Regions from separate parts of the Mus musculus genome. Here regions 2, 3 and 4 are each linked to region 1. A link is a contact called in public ChIA-PET, HiCAR-type and promoter capture Hi-C data. All regions are on one chromosome and are shown on one strand. Each heading gives the region's core, a stretch centred on a gene start, on an enhancer-like site or on the middle of the called end of the contact. The rest is flanking DNA. Distances are from core to core; before and after follow the strand shown.

Region 1 (3,478 bases), core at 562-3,061:
ATCTGTAATGATTGCAAGTAGACTGATCCTGAATAATTTCTAGACATTACTGCTCAGTTGATGGAATTATTGAGTATATGTGAAGCCTTGGGTTTTGCTATCACTTCAAAGTACAACTAAGAATATACAATTGAAAAGTGAACCTCGATGTAAACTTGAACATCGTGTAGGGAAATATAGTGTATGTTCATGGTACAAGCATTTGACGGGGTGTGTCCAGTTACACAAGTGCATACAGAGGGCAGAGGGAAGCCATTCCTGTCGGTTGCCTTGAGATGGGGTTTCACCCGGGTTTTCACAGCTCTCTGGGTACACCTGTCTCCAACCTGAAATGTTGGGTTACAGGCACAAGCAGCTTTGCTATTCACACCTTCTGACATGGTACATGGTAGAAGAAGAAAATAGTAGGGATAAATAAATTCATATTACATTGTATACCTGTGTGGAATTCTCAAGAATAAAGGATTTGTTAAGAATTAGTTGAATGTGTTATATATATATAATATTTCATATTAAATATATTATATATATATACACATATATATTCTCCCAAAATAGCCATGATTTTGTTGCCTGAAAAACCAAGGAAACTTGTGTGGGTATGGAGAAGGATGAAGAGAAGCAAATGGTTTAGGATAGGCCCTTGTATTGGGCCAATGGCAACCATGTGAGAGGAAGAGCTTTTCCTCTCCAACCAAGAGAGACAGAGAACGTTATGCACTTCATCATGCACCACACCACACTTAGCAGCCAATTCTCCTCTGGGTTTTGCTTCTTATTTTTGTTTGGTCTTTTGAGAACAGGTCTCACTCACACTGTAGCTCTGATTGGTCTTGTATTCTCTTTGTAGACCAAGCTGGCCTTGAACTTACCATGACTCTCCTTACTGCCCCTCCAGAGGCATGTACCACCCTTCTTATGTCAGCTGTAGTTCACTTCAGCACGCACTGATTTTGTTCTTGAGTGATGACTACAGTTTGAACACATCTTTTATGAATAAAAAGTACCATAAAAGCTTATTTTTCTTATACCACACCCCTCTCACACATTTTTATTTGGTAGTTCTCTGAGGTCTGTCAGTCTGTGTTTTTAGGAAGGGTAAAGAGTTTGACACAGTCTCCTGTAGCACAGGCTTGCCTCAAACTCTTGCTCCTCCTGTGTGCTGCTATGCTCCTATGCGCAGCTCCTTTCTGAGTGCTGGGATCATACCCCAACTCCAAGCTCGCTAATATTTACAAAAAAAAAAAATTCTATAATCCGAGTTTTCTGCCAGCATGTATTGGGGATAAGGATGTGCATTTCCGGTCCTATTTCTTCCCACTAGCTGCCACCTGGCAGCCCAGGACTCAGGAATATTCAACCATTGCTCCCTTCAAGCCCAGAAAGAGAGAGAGAAATATGCTGTCCTCGCTTCACCGCCTATTTGATGTCCCGCACTTTACCTTTCAAAGCCTTCCTTTAAAGGTTTCTAGTCTCTCTTTGTACAGAGGATGCCCAACGTAACCAAACCAAACAGGAAACCCTAATGGCTTGAAGGTGGGGCAGGGAAGTTGATAACATCTGGAGTAAACCCAACTCTGGGACCCTTAAAGTGTCCAGAAAGTATGAAAAGAAGCGCCAAGGACACCTGGCCTAGGGTACTAGGGTCAGGGACAGCTGACACATGTTATTCACAAGGTCCAGAGGGCCACCTGAGTAGCAGCCTGGACTAAGGCATCTTCTCTGGACTCGCATCCTCGCTTGTTGCTCCTCCTCAACGTCGCCAGAGGGCGCGGCGTGGTGCTGGGGCACTGCGCCTGCGCACCCGGCGCAAAGGTTTCTGGAGACTGCAGCAAGGGCATGAAGACCGCGGCGGCTCGTGGGGCCACTCGCAGAGACGGACAGCCCAAACTAGGACTGTGCGTCCTCTGCGGCTTGCCGGCGGCCGGAAAGTCGACTTTTGCACGTGCGCTGGCCCTCCGCCTGCGGCGGGAGCGGGGTTGGGCCGTGGGCGTCCTCTCCTACGACGATGTGCTGCCTCTTGCGCTCCCGGACTGCGATGGCACACAGCCTCGGGTCAGCATCGGGTGGGGGCGGACGGGTTTGCAGGCTCGGCCCAGGCGGTGAGGCTGTGGGTGGATCCTGCAGTGCCTGGGTGGGAAGGGAAGCCTGACCGGAGCCGGTGGCTAGGGGAGCTGGCTAGCTCCGCTCTGTAGACCTTTTTCGGAATAATATGGTCAGAGCTTTGTAGAGGTGTTTATGCCAAATTTGGTACGTTCACATACTGCATATTCTATGCAGTGGAGCTTTAAGATAAGGCCTAGCTATGTTGTCTGGGTTAGTCTCAAACTCCCGAGCTCAAGGATCACCCAGACCCCTCCCGTACAAGAGTCCTAAGGCAGAGTGAAGTTTTACATTTAGTGTACAAGGTAGACATCCTAGGCAGATACACCCTGATAATAATCCCTTGGTAGTTTCTCCGTAGCGCCTAGGACCTAGGCAAAGAAAGGGATCTTTAAAAAAAAAAAAAAAGGTTAAAACCAGAATCTGTAGGACTGGAGCTCTGTAGCTCTGTACCATTTTGGAACTCCCCATGAGAATAAAGAATACAAGTGATAAATAACAAAATTGCTAGGTCCCTCCAGGAAAGTTTTACCAAACCAAGGGCCTGGTCTGCCAATAGTATTGAAAAACGTGGTGATTTCTTGGTTGACAGCCAGGTGGAGTGATAAGCTTGAATTGTATGTGCCAAGTATATACTCCTTAATCCTTGCATTTACACCCCAGTGAGGTGCACCCCTGCTGGAAGCCGACTACATGGCAATAGAGTCCGGTCTCCAGTTGCATACTTAACTCTAAAGCAGATATCTCCTGACATCTTAAATTGTTACATTTGTTGCTTAGTGCTCAGGTGTAGAAAAGTTACATGAATTTAAGGCAAATAGGATGACTACATTTTCTAAGTATATTCAGAGTACCCGCACACAAAGATAAGTATATGCAAAGCCTCAGTGTATTTGGAATGTGGGAAACATGTATTTCTTCATCAGAAGATGCCGCTTCTGCTTTGGCTCTGAGGACAACAACAGCATTGTAATTGGGTAACTTGTAGGTAGGACTCCCGCCACGTTGGAGGAAGATAATGGTTACTGATGAGGATTGGCTTGCCTTCGCCTTTATTACTGCATTTTTATTTTCTCCACTCCCTCCCCCGCCCCCCACCCCAGGCCTTATTTGGTCAGTGTGGTTAGAAAATCTCCACCCTTTAGGCAGTGACACACATTTCCTTCTCTGGGTTAATCTGGGGTACTTTTTTGTAGATAGGGCAAGAGCAGGGCTCCTCTCCTGCCCTTTTGTATCTCCTCCAGTCTTGACTGCAGAACCACTCTCCTCTCACCATCCCTCAAAACACAAAACTACCTGTATTCTCAGGCTCCTTGTCTCCTTCCTTCTGTTTCTGCCATCTTTCCCAATCTCACAATCCAATTGTTGGCCTGAG
Region 2 (3,124 bases), core at 579-3,078, 600 kb before region 1:
TGTGTCAACACAGAGGTATGAGACTGAGGTAGTCCTTCCCCACAGGGGAAGGGATGGGCAAATATGGCCATGGCCTTCTTTTTCTGTGCTTTAGAGTCCTCCTGTCTCAGCCTGTCTTCTGATATTACAGGCTGTTCCACACCAGATATCTGTGCTCTTCTGAGGCATAGTGGGCTACCGTATGATTCTTTTACTTGTTTGCTTGTTCGTTTTAATAGACTGGCCTCAAACTTCCTCTATAACCATGGGTGACCTTGAACTCCTGCCTCAACTTCCCAGTGTTGGGAGTGTAGGTCTGCAGCCCACAACCCGTTCCAAGAAGATTATTTTTCATTTCTTGTGAGATAATTCATCTATCTTTTTTTATGGCCTGGTTGGAGGTTCATTTACTGTTTTGACTGGGCTACACTTCCCTCTCCACAGTCTAGTTGTGTGTGTGTGTGTGTGTGTGTGTGTGTGTGTGTGTGTGTGTGTGTGTTCACTCACATGAACAGCCACCTCTCTGTCTTCATAAGCTGGCTCTATATGGGGAAGTCCTTTGCCAACCACACTCAGTACTCACTGTGGCCTCACAGCACATTTCTGGAAATGTATCTTTGCCTGAGCATGCACACACGGCCTCGCCATCAGAGGAGCTGCTCTGTTCCCTGTAGGAACTTGCTCACCTTCTCCCTCTGGGAGACTAAGCAGGTGCTGTCAGAAGCCAGTCCCTCAGGATCCAGAACACACCAGGTGGGGCAGAAAGCAGCCCCCTGAACATTGGCCTAAGGCTGGCATGGTGGCTCTGCCTCCCACCCTTCTGTTTCCCTCCCATAGGGGTGGGTGGACAACATCGCCAGCAAGTGGATGCCACCAGGTAGAACTTGCAGGGAAAGCAGCTAGACTTCCTGTGACATTGCTTGTGGCCAAGGCCACATGAAGTCCATGCTAACTCCAGCGATTCAAGAAAGTTTCCATTTCTGTGCATTTGACTTTGGCTTACAGCTCAGCTCTGGAGCGATCCATGGCGCAATCTAGCGGGGAGCTGAAGGCTTCTAAACCAAAGGCTTCAGAAAGGGATCAATACAATCAAGGTCAAATGTTGGGCTCAGGGGTGGTAAGGACTGTGGCTCCCTGGGACACTTTCCCAGTGTGGCCAATAGGAGGCGCTCAGGGGTTGTCTTTTAGCCAGTAGCCCCAGTAGTACCAGAAATAGTATCCAGAGGGCAGGTATGATATCAGGAGGGTCAGGTTCTTGTATTTCAAACACCTTAATTCAAATCCTGTGTTAAGCCTCTATTGGAGAGAAAGTTTACATAGGGGAAGTCTGAGGTAAAGGGAAGGGCAGAAGTAACAGGGCAGACCTGTACTTCAGAGCTTTCGCTGAGGCACCTCCTTCCACACACACTATCACGCCATCATCGTGGCACTGGGCTAGGAGGGAAGCGACAGACCAGACTCCAGGTTGGAGAGCAGACAGTGTGTATCTGGTGGTATGGGAAGTGCGGCAAAGGCTCTCCAAGTGTGTGTGTGTAGCTCGCTCCCCTGCAAAGGAACATAGCCCAGTTGCAGGTTTGCACTTTGAGACCCTAATGTCTGTCAGAGGGCTGGCTACACTACCCACCACTTTCTCCCACATCAAGAGACACAGTTATCAATAAGACACATTATCAATAAGGCACAGGAATGGGGGAGGGGATACACACACACAAAAAATATTAATGTAGAATTAATTAAGGCTAATTTTGGACATGGAATTCAAATTACTTTTGTTGCGAAAATATTTTGGCAGCCAGGCATGGTTATGCTAGTGACAAACTGTTTTCTGATAGCCCTGTCACCCCTCAGCAGAAAGCCTGAAGCCTCAAGCTGAGATAACACCAGAACCCGGAACAGGAAGTCCTTAGAATCTGACTGCTGTTGCCATGGTACCCACAACTACCCCCAGGAAGCCAAAGGCAGGCTCCCCCAGCAAAGCATCGCCGTAGGAGAAGGGGTGAGCCCCAGGTGTCATGAGAGCGTTCAAGATTCAGGCTCAGAAGGTGCCCAGCCTCCAACTCTCCCTTGGTTCCGAGACCAGTGCAACCAGCACCCCTCTGCTTCACTCTCAACCTCTGTGACCGTCCCCGTGGGCAGCAGGACTGCAGAACTGTAAGTGGGACTGGTACCTCATCCACAGCCGAGACCAAGGGGTCACCCAGTGATGGGAGCTGTTTGCACATAGCTCCACCAGGGCAAGGAGGCATTTCAGAGGTTCCTGGCTGGGAGCTGAAGGAGGGTCACAGACAGCTTCCTCACCAGAGGACCAAGGGAGCAACAACTAAAGCCCACAGAGGGCACAGCTCCCAGTGAGACAAAAATAAAAATACATTTCAGTGCTACTAAGATACTCCTGGGGTTCAAGGTCAGCCAGGAAGACTCTTGTGTAAAAGAAACAGGAGCTAGAGCCAGGCATGGTGGCGTAGGCCTTTAATCCCAGCACTCGGGAGGCAGAGGCAGGTGGATTTCTGAGTTCGAGGCCAGCCTGGTCTACAAAGTGAGTTCTTCTCTACATAGAGAAACCCTGTCTCAGAAAAAAAGGAAGAAAGGAAAGAAAGAAAGAAAGGAAAGAAAGAAAGAAAGAAAGGAAAGAAAGGAAAGAAAGAAAGAAAGGAAAGAAAGAAAGAAAGAAAGGAAAGAAAGGAAGGAAGGAAGGAAAGAAAGAAAGAAAGAAAGAAAGAAAGAAAGAAAGAAAGAAAGAAAGAAAGAAAGAAAGAAAGAAAGAAAGAAAGAAAGAAAGAAAGAAAAGAAAGAAAGAGGAGCTAGGCAGCCACCTCTGAACTGAAATGACCTTTTTTTCTATGGAGGGCCCTGGCAGGAACATTTCTTCATATGCTGACCAGCTCTGTATGAAGTCTGCCTGGAACCCACTCCTCTCTCCTTAGAAGCTTCTGGGCCACGATGAAGATGCAGAGCTCATATGTGGAAAGTTGGCCAAGGGTTTTAGCTGGAGAGGTGCAGGGTCCCTCTGACTTCTGTGTGAAAAACAGGTCAGAGAAGCAGCTATGATTCCAGCCATGAACAAAAGTATGTGTGTGTGGAGGGGGCAGTGTGTGTGTGTGTGTGTGTGTGTGTGTGTGTGTGTGTGTGTGTGGTGTGTGCTATG
Region 3 (3,418 bases), core at 461-2,960, 840 kb after region 1:
CTGGGAAGCTACACCTGACCCAAATCCTCAGTTTTACCAACCAGCCTCAGCGTGATACTAGGTCTCTATTCTATAGTCACATCGAAAGTGCCCGGGCCCCGCCCCCCATCTTACCTAATCTGGAAAATTCTGCTTAGAAAATTGCACTCTTCTCCCAACCAGCCCTGCAATGCTCTGGAAACTGAGTTTGGGAGGAATCCTCGGTTACTTGGCACCTGGAGCCTGAACCCAGCAGCCCCAGGGAAGCCTGGGAAGAGAGGGGCATCAGCAAGAGCTGGTTTCCATGGAAACAGGACTCCAAGCCTGGGATCCAGAGTCACCTTAGCTGCTCTGAGTAGCCTGTGTGGCTCACACCTGTGCAAGGGGCTCCTGACCATCTATCTAGACCTGGAGGCAACTCTCCCCACAAGGAGCGTGGTCCAGGCTGACCATGGCTGACAGTACCAAGTCTTAGTGTTAGGATCCATTTAGTCCCCACTCTGTCAAACCAACCGGACAGGAGGAGCATCCAAAGAAGGCGCAAGCTACAGAAGATTCCTGTCGACTCTCCCAGCTGGTTCCCAAGAGAGAGGGAGTGAGTTAGGCCTAACTCCATCACCCCCCTCCCCCGCTCTCCACTCGAGAATATGCCCACTGCTCCACTCGAGAATATGCCCACTGCTCCCAGAAAAACACAATATCTCTCTGTTCAACCCTTCTACTGCCCCTGTGCCACGTGCCAGGCCCACAACACCCAACCCTCAGCTGCCCGTGAGCACGCGCCGCTTCCCCAAACTCCACTTCACCTGCTCTGCTTCTTTACAGATGGGAAACAGGTTTCCGTCTACTCATGAGCTCCTAGAGTCCCCGTGTTTTTAAGTTCCCCTTTCACAGCCTATCACAGGAGCCTCCAGACCCTGTCCCTTTCTAGTCTGAAGACATTTCTGGGGTCCCTTTTGGACGAATGATTCGATCAAGGGAGGGAGGGGCCTGTGCCCTGTCCTGTTCCCTCACACTCAGATCAAGGGGTCCTTCAGCTACCCCTACTTCCCTCCCCAGAGGGCCCACGCTCTGGCCTGCCCTCCATATCGTTCTCGGGTCTTAAGAGAGTTTTGCCACTTGCAGAGAACTCGGAACCTAAAACAGGGAGTTTGTCTATCACTAGACAGAATGAAGCCGAGATCAGGGATGAGGGTCAGGAGCCTCTGCAGCAGTTGGGGGACCTAGAGCAAGGATCTCCCTCTCGGGCCTGTTCCTGGTCTGCTAAAGAGGGAGTCAGACTAGAACCTCTCCAGCTTGACAGCCCGGCCATCTTTATGTAATTAATATTTCAGCTGACTAAGGCCATCAGTGGAAAACAGACAGAGCAAGAAGGGTAAAAACAAAAGAGGTTATGTTGGAATTCATACAGTGTGCACACCCAGGCCCTGTCCGCAATAAAGAGTCTCTTAAAATGGGGGCAGACTCAGCCAAGATCTGGTCTCTACCATTGAAGCCAAAGGGAACCTGAGCTCGTCCCGGGGGCTTTGGCTGGAAAGAGCTGGGGTGGGCCTGGTGGGGAGGGCCCTGCACAGAACCTTGAGGCCAAGCCTGGTCAACAGGGATTAGGCTCAACAAAAGAGCCTTGTGCAGTGAGGAGCCCAGCGCCTGGTTTCCTGTGCTTTGGTGACCCACACAGAACAGCATCTGATTGCATCTGGACAAGGTTTCTGTCCTTCCCATCATGCCCTGAGCCTCTCTTGGCTGGCACTCAAACCCTGCCTGTGTCTATGGCCTTTGCCCAGTTTTACCCATTCATGGAGATGTAAGGAAGACTTGGCGGCTCTCAGGAGCTCTCAGAAGCCTGGCATACCTCTGGGGGCTACTGGAATGAGCCCTACTTGTATAGAATTTCAAAGTTTCCTTCCTCTTCAAGAGTCTGGGCTGAAACTCAACCTTAGCATTCAGAGCAACAGCAGAAAACCTCCATCCACTTCCCTCCTCAGCACACAGGCACAAGAGTCTCACAGTCTGGAGTCGAAATCAAGTGCTGGGTATTGAGGCCAGCTGACCTGGGCTTGCTGGCTGGCAAACCAGGCTCAGGCTATTTCTGATTGGTAGTAGGTTAGCAAGCACCATATGCTGCACCCTATGACATCATTGTGTGGTCCACTGGCAAGTGCCAAAGGAAAACATGTCCCACAGTCTCCAAGAACTGCAGGCATCCATGCCTACAGCATCTCTCATAGATTCAGTGCTAAGCTACTTCTAAGCATTTAACAGTGGTTTAGTCTCTTTTATCATTTCCTTTTCTAAAAAAAAATTAGGTGTCTGTGGGCACATATTGCATGCATGCAATATGTGTGCCGAGCATATGGAAGGCTAGACATTGGTGTTGGGTCCCCTGGAGCTGGAGTGAAGCCATTATGAACCACTCCAAACTGGTGACAAGAACTGAAATTGGGCCCTCTGGGTAAGCAGCAAACATTCTTAACTGTTGAGATATTTCTCCAGCCCCTTCCTAACCTATACACATGCCTTTTTGTGGCAGGTTTTCCTGTAGCCCAGGCTGGCTATGTAACCTTGTTACATACACACACACACACACACACACACACACACACACACACACACTCCTTTGTGGCTTTTTAAATCAGAATGTCATCTAACTCAGGATAGCCTAAGATTCAGCAAGCTGCCCAAGCTAGCCTTGAACTTCCCTAGCATGGAGATTACAATCATACTCTACTGTACTCTACTTTAGTCCCATTTTGCAGGTGAGAAAACCAAGTCATAGAGAAGGTTGCTCCTGCATAGGATGGACTGGAGTGGAGAGTGTTGTTGGCAAGAGTTGATTCTGAGACTCACCAGGAGCTACATTTACTGTGGGAACTCAGAATGTCCTCATAAGGGCAGTGGAAGGGAGGCTGGGATCCAGCCCTGTCAGAAGATGCTGGCTTTGAGCCCCCAAGAGACAGATTCCAGTCCCTGGAATAGACTGGCCCTACAGGAAAGCCAAAGCCCAGAATTCCAGAGTTATTTTTTGGTGGGGAGGAAAGCGGCCTGCCCCTAACTGGTGGAGAGTGGGGCCGTGGAGGAGGCCAGCCCCGATTTCCTAGGGGATTTGGGGAAACTGCATGTAGCTGGTGGAGAGGGAGCATCCCAGCACATTCCCAGGCCCAGCCCGCCCCCTGCTGGCCATAAGGGAGAACACAAAACGTCAGCTGCCAGCAAAAGTGATCTACGGTTTCAACTCCAACTCAATTTGAAAGGTTGGGAATTGAGTGTAAATTTGTGTCATTCGTTCCAGCTACTCAGTGAATGGAGACCTTTCCTTTTCTGTCCATTTGCCAATGAAATCGCTGCATGGGAGGAACTAAATGTGTGGAATATTCCAGTCACAGCTTGGGGTAGGAAGATGAGTATCAAGATTCAAGGATAAACAAGCTGGATTTTAGCA
Region 4 (3,191 bases), core at 601-3,100, 540 kb before region 1:
AGCTGATGACAGTGCCCCTGCAACTGGTGACAGCTGGTGATGGTGTCCCTGCAGCTGGCGACAGTTGGTGATGGTGCCCCTGCAGCTGGTGACAGTTGGTGACGGTGCCCCTGCAGTCAGGAAACAGATAGATGCTGATGTTCAGCCACTTTCTCCCTCCCTTTCAGGCCAGGGCCCCAGCCCGTGGATGGTGACACCCACGTTTAGGGTGGGTCTTCCCACCTCAGTTAACTTGATCTCACTGAGAAACACCGAGAGGCTTGTCTCATAGGTGATTCTTGATCCTGTCAGGTTGACAATCCCTGTTCATCATCACAGGCATCCTTTGTGGCCACACACATTCATCCAACAGCATGTCTAAGATCTGACCACAGTTGCCTGGAGGTACAGCTTACCAGACAGGCATGGAGTGAAGCTCTTTAGAAAAGTCAGTGTTGCTTACCACCAGGTTACTGAAGAATAATGAGAGAAAAAAAATAGGACGGAGGGGACCGCCGTCACTGAGGGGCTAGGCAGGGACACCCTCTGGCATGGTTTGAGGGGGCTCTTTGGGGGGTTTGTTGTTGTTATAAATGGGTTATGCAATGCATGGTTGCAAGAAATCTGTGGGTGATGCTAGAAAAGACTGCAGTCTAGAAGCTTCCATTTCTCAATGAAGCTCCTCATGGTGCCGCAAACATGCATTTGTCTTCCTTTCCAGTACCCTCAACACCCACAAAACATCAGGTTTAGGAATCTATTTTACCACACTGATAAAAAGAAGAAAAAAAGACATCCTCTAATACAGTATCAATACAGCTTCCCTAAGAAGCCCCTTCTCCCATCCCCTTCCCTAAACCCCACTACTACACACACACACACACACACACACACACACACACACACACACACACACACACACACTCTGGAGAACCATTTGTTCTAATTCTGAGAATCCACTCCTGTCCACCAGAGGGCACAGTTGACCTCAAACTTGGGAGCCAGAATTCCAGTGGCTGAAATCGGCAATCTGGAAAAACTCTGTCTTAGAGGTAACTGTCAACTTGACACAGTCCAGAGCCATCTGCGAATGGAGTCTCAACTGAGGACTTCCTAGATCAGATTGGCCTGCATGCATGTCTGTGGGTCATTGTCTTCTTTTTAGTTGATGTAGAAGGGTCCAGCCCACTGTGGGCAATACCATTCCCTGGGCAGACAGTCCTGGGTGGCATTAGAACGTTAACTAAGCGTGAGCTTGTGAATGAAGCAGCTGGTAGACGCCCTTGGTAGGTCTGGCTTTCAGGTCTCCCTTTGAGAGTCTACCCTGGCTTCTCTCAATAATGGACCTGGCAGTGTCAATCAAATGCATCTTTTCCTCTGCAAAATTACTTCTAGTCGTAGCAACAGAAATGAAACTAGAACACACACCTAGAAGCACTGGGTCCTCCTCGCTTAATGGTTAAAACCGAAACTAACACATCTGGCATGAGAGGCGACAAGTTCACCCATACCGTGTCTGAACTTGAGAAGTGTAAGCCTTGAGACAAAAAATTCTCAAGAGGCTCTCAGGAGCTCTGCTCGCAAGGTAAAGCTTCACAGAGTCGGGCTTTACCACCCATGCTTGCAGTGCCCACAGTAATGGGCATGGGCACTGGACAACACTGCATCCTATGTATGCTTCTGGAGCCAACTCTGCCTGCCTTTCTCATCATTCACCTCACCTCCCAGGCCCATGAGAAAGGAAAGGGTTGTGCTGGGAAGTTGGTCCCCAATTCACTTGGTGCACAGCAACTCTCAGGTACCAGCTGACCTAGTGTCGGCTCCTACCTCTGCCACTCACTGGCTATGTGGCTCTAGGCAGTCAGCTAAACTCTCAGCCTCAGAAGCCAACCTTACTCGTCAGTCACTTAAGCACGTTGCAAACACTCGATGAACATCGGTCCTGTTGCTCACTGGCTGCTTGGTGTCATTTTGTACTTGTTGAAGGTTGAAACTGCTGCCCTGTAGGCTTGGTTGCATCCTTCTTGGGGCCCGCTTCACCGATGTAGGATGAGATGGTTGGGCTAGCAGCTCCCTTGGGAGCAGAAGAGCAGCTGAACCCGTGAAGCGGGGGTTGTGGCAATTGGGAAGTAACTTCACCACAGGCTTGTCAGAGTGAGAATGAATTGTGGGCTGGGAGGATGGCTCAGTGGGCAAAGTGCTCGCCAGGCAAGAGTGAGAGTTGAGCTAGAATCCTCAGAACCCACATAAAAAGCCAGATGTGGCGGTGGGTGCCTGTCATCCCACTGCCGGGGAGACCAAGGCAGGGGGATCCTAGAGGTCACTGCCCAGCACCTAGCCAAACCAGTGAGAGACCCAGCCTTAAAAAAATAGAACTGGATATGGTTCTATTTTAGTCCCTTTAGTCCCAGAATTTGGGGGGCAGATTCCTATGAGTTCAGATTAAGGTCAGCCTGGTCCACAGAGTGAATTCCAGAACATATTAAGACCTTGTCTAACTGTCTTAATTAATTAATTAATTAATTAATTAAGCACACACACACATATGCAGAGGGGAAGAGGAGGAGGGGCAGAGGAGGAGGAAAAAGCATTAAAAAGTAAGAAAGATTCTTCCTCACTGTTTGTTTGTTTGTTTAAGACAGGGTTTGTGGGTTAAAAGTGTGGTCCTGTGTCCGCTCAGGCCTTGGGCAATGCAGGACTCGGAAGTTTTAACTGTGCAGACCCCACCCCAGGCACTGGGTGGGCTTCCGACTGTGAAAAGCCAAGGAACCCTGCTCTGGGGGTGGGGGAGCACAGTCTGAGTTCCCTGGGGGAATGCTGGAGTTGGCTGGGGGTCCCCGGGCCTGCAGGGAGACTGGGAACTGGGAACGTATAGCTCTCAGACTCTTGGGCACCCCAGGCAACTTGATAATGTGGAAGAGCTGAGAACGGAGTGGGGGCCCTGAGGGCTGGATCTAGCCTGGGGCCACAGGGTCCCACGAGGACGAGCGAGTCCTTGGCTTATTTGGCAGGCGGCTTGACTTGGAGTCCACGGCTGGGATCACAGAGAGGCCTCCTGCGGGAGACTGGATGCTGCTCTTCAGACAAAGGCCTGCTCCATTGCTCTGCTCAGCGAATCCCAATAAGAAGAGACAGTCCATAGGTTTTTTTGGTTTGTTTTTTTTTTTTTTTTTGGTTTTTTCAAGGCAGGGTTTCTCTGTGTAGCTCTGGCT

The links. Promoter capture Hi-C pulls out the DNA fragments that hold promoters and counts their contacts. ChIA-PET counts read pairs in DNA pulled down with a chosen protein or histone mark. HiCAR-type assays count read pairs that join an accessible place to other places.
Region 2: a promoter capture Hi-C map of embryonic stem cells shows a contact between it and region 1, with 2.7 times the contacts expected there. The contact joins the promoter of Btbd16 here to the promoter of Pstk in region 1. A contact is called at or near these places in 4 of 39 promoter capture datasets (the 3T3-L1 cell line, embryonic stem cells and trophoblast stem cells), 1 of 484 Hi-C or Micro-C datasets (cortical neurons) and 3 of 115 datasets of contacts at active chromatin or transcription factors (astrocytes, embryonic stem cells and pancreatic cancer cells).
Region 3: a HiCAR-type map of astrocytes shows a contact between it and region 1, with 4 times the contacts expected there. The contact joins the enhancer-like site here to the promoter of Pstk in region 1. A contact is called at or near these places in 8 of 39 promoter capture datasets (the 3T3-L1 cell line, the HPC-7 cell line, HPC-7-derived erythroid cells and 3 more), 1 of 15 datasets of contacts at CTCF or cohesin (pro-B cells), 4 of 115 datasets of contacts at active chromatin or transcription factors (astrocytes, embryonic limb bud, large pre-B cells and 1 more) and 3 of 9 other capture datasets (adipose tissue, liver and pancreatic islet).
Region 4: an RNA polymerase II ChIA-PET map of memory CD8 T cells shows a contact between it and region 1, with 5 read pairs. The contact joins the enhancer-like site here to the promoter of Pstk in region 1. A contact is called at or near these places in 3 of 39 promoter capture datasets (the 3T3-L1 cell line and 3T3-L1-derived adipocytes) and 2 of 115 datasets of contacts at active chromatin or transcription factors (large pre-B cells and memory CD8 T cells).

The regions. Positions count from the first base shown.
Region 1 is chr7:131,369,335-131,372,812 of GRCm38.p6, forward strand. It overlaps Pstk (phosphoseryl-tRNA kinase), which reads left to right and starts at 1,812. Exons shown (of 6, transcript NM_001039534.1): 1 at 1,812-2,055. The coding sequence starts at 1,840.
Region 2 is chr7:130,772,241-130,775,364 of GRCm38.p6, forward strand. It overlaps Btbd16 (BTB (POZ) domain containing 16), which reads left to right and starts at 1,829. Exons shown (of 16, transcript NM_001081038.2): 1 at 1,829-2,130.
Region 3 is chr7:132,210,536-132,213,953 of GRCm38.p6, forward strand. No RefSeq gene overlaps it. Among named protein-coding and RNA genes, the nearest start is that of Cpxm2, 58 kb to the left of the region's middle. Within about 2 kb of position 1,711, at least 33 of the 459 cell types and tissues checked have an H3K27ac peak or open chromatin away from gene starts, as enhancers often do. A contact at or near this core is called in astrocytes, where this site is marked.
Region 4 is chr7:130,826,606-130,829,796 of GRCm38.p6, forward strand. No RefSeq gene overlaps it. Among named protein-coding and RNA genes, the nearest start is that of Plekha1, 38 kb to the right of the region's middle. Within about 2 kb of position 1,851, at least 51 of the 459 cell types and tissues checked have an H3K27ac peak or open chromatin away from gene starts, as enhancers often do. A contact at or near this core is called in memory CD8 T cells, where this site is marked.